Linked DNA regions of Rattus norvegicus: region 1 is linked to region 2. A link is a contact called in public HiChIP or PLAC-seq data. All regions are on one chromosome and are shown on one strand. The core of a region is the stretch at or near the end of the contact, and the rest is flanking DNA. Distances in the headings are between cores, read along the strand shown. Region 1 overlaps Sorcs1 (sortilin-related VPS10 domain containing receptor 1). Region 2 overlaps Sorcs1 (sortilin-related VPS10 domain containing receptor 1).

Region 1 (2,909 bases), core at 340-2,839, 70 kb before region 2:
TATCCCTCAACTTGAAGTCCCCATGAGGCCATTTTGTGTTCTTTTTTAAATGATTGTTTGAGATTATAATTATATAAATTTCCCCCTTTCCTCCTTCAAATCCTCCTAGGTGTCCATTCCCGATGGATCCCTTTAAAAGTCATGGTCTCTGTCCTCTTTAATTGTTGTTGTTATTGTTGTAGTTGTTGTTTTGTGTACGTGAGAGCACCCCACATTCTTGTGTATTTCTAGACATATGCATACAACCTGCTCAGTCCAAATAATGTTACTTGTTCATATATATATTATATATATATATATTATAGACAGATATACCAGATATACCAGAGACCGTTACAGATTTGATAATGATAAACCATTAACAGATCAGTATGCAGTTGTGGGACCTAGGACCAGACGACCCATCTACAACAGAGCTCCTGCACCCGTCCAGGGATTGGTGAGGAAGAGGATCCAGAGAGATAGGATGTGCCAGGGGAGCAAAAAGTTTGCTGTGAGGATGGGTTTTCCATAAACGTCCGCCCATGTATTTTACAGCTGAAGCTGAGGACAGCTCAAAGAGTTTATCCCAGGTTACCCTGGGTAATGGCGGAGCTTGACTGCCATGCACCCCAGTTTATTTTATTATCTTATTTGACTTTATCCCCCAGCATTCCATTGGTGAAGGCAGTGGTGTGCAGTCTGATGGCACTACTGACATCCCAAGTGCATTGGTCGAATGACCTCAGGCCCCTTCATTTAAAGGAGAAAGTTTTTCCCGAGGTTTCACTCGCACATCCTTATAAATCACCAGCGAAACCCAGAGTAACTTGGATAACGATACTAGGAGTTTAGCAGTGCATCATGACATCCAGCTGTTATAGTTTATCACTAAACAGTAGCATAAGACACAAGCTAATAAATTCGTTTTTAAGTCTAGCGTCCCTCTCCTTGGTAAATGGTGTACGTTCTAGCCCTTTATGGTTCCTCTGAGGAAGCAAATTCAATGTCAGAGTGTTTTAATAGCTTTTGATTTACTTTTTAAGAGCTTATTACAGTGAGGAATGACAGGGCTTTAAAGCCAATCACAGGCTTGGGAAAGGCGGGAGCTTCATGGCCTTCCTACTGTGCACTTGGGGTTGATTAGGTCTGGTGCAGAGACGCATACAGAGCGGAAAGAAACTCGGCATTTCCCTTGCTCTGTGAGTGGCAGCTGGCTCTTCTTTTCCTCCCTTTGTCACTTAAAAGAATATGGTACCCCAGGGCATTTTACATGCTCCTGTTCTCCAAGCCTGTTCTAGTAGCTACCAGCAGAGTAGGAATTAGAGGAACTGTTCTGGGATCTTCCCCCACCCCTACCTTCAAAATGTACCAGAAAAAAAAGACGCCCCCCCCATCCACCACCGCCTCCCAGTGTTAATTCAGGATGTCCAATAAGAACCCAGAGTTCTTTGTGCATGGCTCTAAGTTGTGCTAAAGAGCAAAGCAGGTGGTGGCAGTGATAACTGGCTCGAGTTCGCATTTGTTCACATAATAACTGCCACACCACGCACAGCACCCAGCAGGGTGAGCTCTGAATCCTCTCTCCTCAGCAGACAGAATTAAGTTGCATTTCATCCGGTGCTGCGCATTCGGGAATCCTCAATAGCCAGGCTCCCTCCGAGGGAGGCAGAGCAGCCTTTTGAGATGTAAATGCTATCGCCCGCACGGGGAAATCCATGAAGTCAGTTCCTGGGTCTTTACTTACAAGAGTTTTTCAATGAAGAATAAGCAGATTTCAGTTCCAGCAGCATTTTTCTTGCCTTGAAATCCAGCCATAGTGTTCATCAATTTGTTTAATAATGCCCCGGGAGCCTTCGGTCCCTGCGATGAATAATGGATATTTCGAGTGCCCACTGCCTCAAACGCTTTCTTAGTGTGTGCTCCCTTCTGGGTCCAAAAGACAAGCTGACAGGAAAGAGGCTCGCTCCCCTTTCCTTACTGACATGGAGGAATTTGTTCAGGAAATGATGCTTGGCCAAAGAAAAGACTCCGTAGTAATATAGTTCCTGAGTCTTGATCGCCATTATTATCCTTACCGCCCAGTGACAGCACCATTTCGCCATGTTCTTGTTTTTAGAACCCTATAGGGAAGCTTTTCAAAAACTTAGAGACGCGGGGAGGGAACTCAAAGTCCTGGGATGTGACCTTGGAAAGGATTGTTTATATCTCCTGTTGCTGTGCAACCAGGTGGAGAACACCCAGCAGATTATATTGCCAGGAGGAAATGATTTCCCATGTCTCTAATTAATACAACCTCTTAGAAAGCTGTGCCTCCACACTTTTGTGTTGTTACATGCTCTGGGAAGCCTGTTGAAATGCAAATTCTCTGGTCAATAGGAGCTCTGATTCCTGAGGTTGGGGCAATCAGGAAGCTACATTTTAACCACATCTTCCTGTGCAAGAAATAAAAGGATCATCTCCTAAGAAAGAGCTGTGTGGGTAGCCAGTCAGGGCTTGCTGCTGTTGCTTTCTTTCTGGTTGAGTTGCTCTGATTTAAGGGAGTTGGTCAAATTAAGCACGGATTGGGTTTTATTCTCAAGTCTCTCTGTGTTCAGTAGGTTTAGTCTGTCAGGGAGGGTTCACCTAAAACAGATGGGGGAAAAAAATCCCAAGGCAGTAATTATATTTCCGAAAGGATTACGTAAGATCTCAAGCAGGTTCTGCATTCGGGGAACTTTTAATATAACTTGACATACTCCACCTCACCAACACCAGGAGATCTAATTACATTGGCTTGAGATGGCAACAGATTGGCATCTCTTAACATTTCACCATGTGAGTGTAACATGCTGGCAGAATTGTGAGCCACTGGTTTAAGCATTGTGCAAAGCCACGGGATTCTCAGACTGGCTGTGAAATGTCAAGAGGTGTGCTGTGCTGAAGATTCA
Region 2 (2,700 bases), core at 123-2,622:
TATCTTTGACTTGTGCTTCTCAACGGGGGAGGAAAGAAGGAAAGGGTTTTGCTTCTCAAGGTCGTGATCATCATGAAGTGCAAGCTATGAAGTTCAACTGCCAGGACCTTCTGAGAGCTTTGTCATGGGATCGGGGCTAATGCAGAAGCAAGAAACTCCGAGAGGATGAGGATGGTCTTAAGAACTGCACTGCAAAGTTGATGGAAATAACCCCAGGAAGGGCACTGGTCAGGGCACATGGCTAATAACTGCAAGAGTTGGCCACCCAGAGAGTTCCCCAAGCTTCTTGGAAGGCACATATTAAGCACATATTACAGAAAGCTATAATTTCCTTTTAGGCACAGTCATTTCTCTGGTATGTATAGCAGTTGTCAGGTGTGCACAGTGAAAAGGTAGGTGCCGCAGTCCCACTTTCTTAGCTGTTTGTACCCTGCACTATAGCTAAGCCTTTGGCCTTTCTCAATACGCACAAAAATGCTCACTCAGGATATGCCCAGCACCCTTTGTCAGAACTGATGGAATCGAGGGGCCAAATTGCTACTAAGTTCTTAAACCATACCACATATAAGCAACATCCTAGTTGCTTGTGACAACACAGATTGAGAAGCTCTAATCCTCAGGAATTCTAATAGAATAACTCTGACACTCTGCACCCTACCATTTCCCCATGTTCTCCAGTTCTCCAGTGCATGCAGGAAGAGCTATATTTATTTTCCTGTACACAGGAGGCACACTGAACTGACAGGAAGGCATTTTTTAATTGTTTTTCTTTTTTCTTTTCTTTCTTTCTTTCTTTTTTTTTCTAAATTGTAAATACAAGTGGGTAAGGTTTTTAGCTTCTGAAGTTAAGACTTCAGAGCTAGCTGCCCTCTACTGGACAACATAGGATCTGATTTGAAATTCAACTATTGCAATTTGTACCTTTGACATAAATTCTTTGGCTTATTCTTTTTCTCCCAGAAAGACAACTGTATTGAATATTTGACTTCTGGATAGGATTGAGGTCAGGGAGTGCACGGATGAGCACAGCTGTAAGGAAATAGGATTCACAACCTGTAGGAATGAGGTAGGAAAATGGAGTGTTCAGGCAGCCATTGCCTCTTTGTTCTAATAGCTAGGAAGGAAAGACAGAAGGAAGGAAGGAAGGAAGGAAGGAAGGAAGGAAGGAAGGAAGGAAGAGGCTGGGGTGAATAATACTTAGTTAGTATGCGGCAAAGAATGCTTACAAGCTACAAGTGTGCAGAGTCCTGGGGAGAGTAGGACTACAGTGTTTTCAAAGACATTTATTTGTTCAGCCCCTGGAGGAGGGCCTCTTGGAATGTTGTACTCTGAAAGTTCTGCTCCATTATCTCGGGGCTCTCACGTCATTCCTTTGCACAGCAAGTGGCTGTGTCTTGGTATGAAACACAGGCATCCCACACAGGCTTATTAGAGGCAGCTATTCAGAGAGCCCTTGAGAAAGAAACTTTAACAATACAAAACACATGTGGCGATTTAGAAAAAAAAAGAAGAAGAAGAAAACAGATTCGGGAACAACATTCTAAACTAAGGCACTGGGGAATTAGTAAAAAGGGTTATCATCGCTTTAAGTTCAAGCTGTTAAGAATAGTGTTTTATATGATTGTAGTTATTTCTGTTTATTCTCATTAAATTTGGCTTGGTTTTACCATGCTGGGACCAAGCCCAGGACTTCAGTCCAGCTCCAGAAAAAAGCAACTGTTCATTAACTTTTTTTTTCTAATGAGCATGAATCACCCCGGCTCTGTGTTGCTGGTCCCCTCTTCCCTCAGTATCTCCAATCTCTGCTTTCAGTTCATGTTACTAGTCTAAGACCCTCTCCACCCTCCTTGCTTATTTGACAAAGATGGGAGAGGTTCAAGTTCACTTTTAAGTTTATTTTATTATTAAAGATAACTTCTAGTTATATAACCTTGGCAGATCTGAAAGCTGCTGTGTTAGCCAGGCCGGTCTCTAACAGAGATCAACCTACAATTAGCCTCACCAATGCTTGGATGAAAAACGTGTCATTATATCTGGCTTAAAATTTTATTTTGATGGTGAGTAAAAAAAATTTTCTAAAGTCAATGAATTATGACTGAATTTGATTCTCCCATCTCCTTCAAATCAAGGAAACATGGTATTCATCATAGACATCTTTTAGTCCACCATCCTATTGCTTCTCCTACCCCAATCACAAACAAGAGATGTGCCCTAAATTAAAGTAATGAAAGCAGACACCACCAACAGTCGTCCCTCATTGTGAGAACACATATGTGAATAAAGTTGCTTTCCCCTTTTCAGAGAACCATGTGTCCATGTGAGCCCAGCAGACTCTAAGGGTGTTTCTGCTGCAGGAGAGCTTATGAGTTGTCAGACATAGTGGAGATGAAAGCACAATGCCAAGCCAATGCCCGGATCAACCTTTTTCTTTGTACTCAGTGGTTCAACCTCCCTCTGCCCTCGTGTTGCCAGAGCGGGGCTGTCACTCATTTCCAGTTTGCAATTTGGCTGTCCTGTCTTTCAAGTTTCTTCACTGACAAGTGGGATTAAACATGGCTAGCAGAGAGAGCCTGGCATGATTAGGAAACATTCCCAGGAGACCAGCGCAGCCTGGATCATGCTGTCTTCTCGAAAGGGCAATCTGGTTACTACAGAGCATCTCAGCCAAGAAAAAAGCCAGTTCCTTCATGGCTAGCATTT

The links. HiChIP or PLAC-seq counts read pairs in DNA pulled down with a chosen protein or histone mark.
Region 1: an H3K27ac HiChIP or PLAC-seq map of oligodendrocytes shows a contact between it and region 2, with 5 times the contacts expected there. The contact joins two enhancer-like sites. A contact is called at or near these places in 1 of 12 Hi-C or Micro-C datasets (frontal cortex) and 1 of 1 datasets of contacts at active chromatin or transcription factors (oligodendrocytes).

Annotation. Positions count from the first base shown.
Region 1 is chr1:259,323,016-259,325,924 of GRCr8, reverse strand. The region is part of intron 2 of Sorcs1 (sortilin-related VPS10 domain containing receptor 1); the gene reads left to right. Among named protein-coding and RNA genes, the nearest start is that of Sorcs1, 210 kb to the left of the region's middle. Within about 2 kb of position 1,589, at least 20 of the 93 cell types and tissues checked have an H3K27ac peak or open chromatin away from gene starts, as enhancers often do.
Region 2 is chr1:259,252,968-259,255,667 of GRCr8, reverse strand. The region is part of intron 3 of Sorcs1 (sortilin-related VPS10 domain containing receptor 1); the gene reads left to right. Among named protein-coding and RNA genes, the nearest start is that of Sorcs1, 280 kb to the left of the region's middle. Within about 2 kb of position 1,372, at least 27 of the 93 cell types and tissues checked have an H3K27ac peak or open chromatin away from gene starts, as enhancers often do.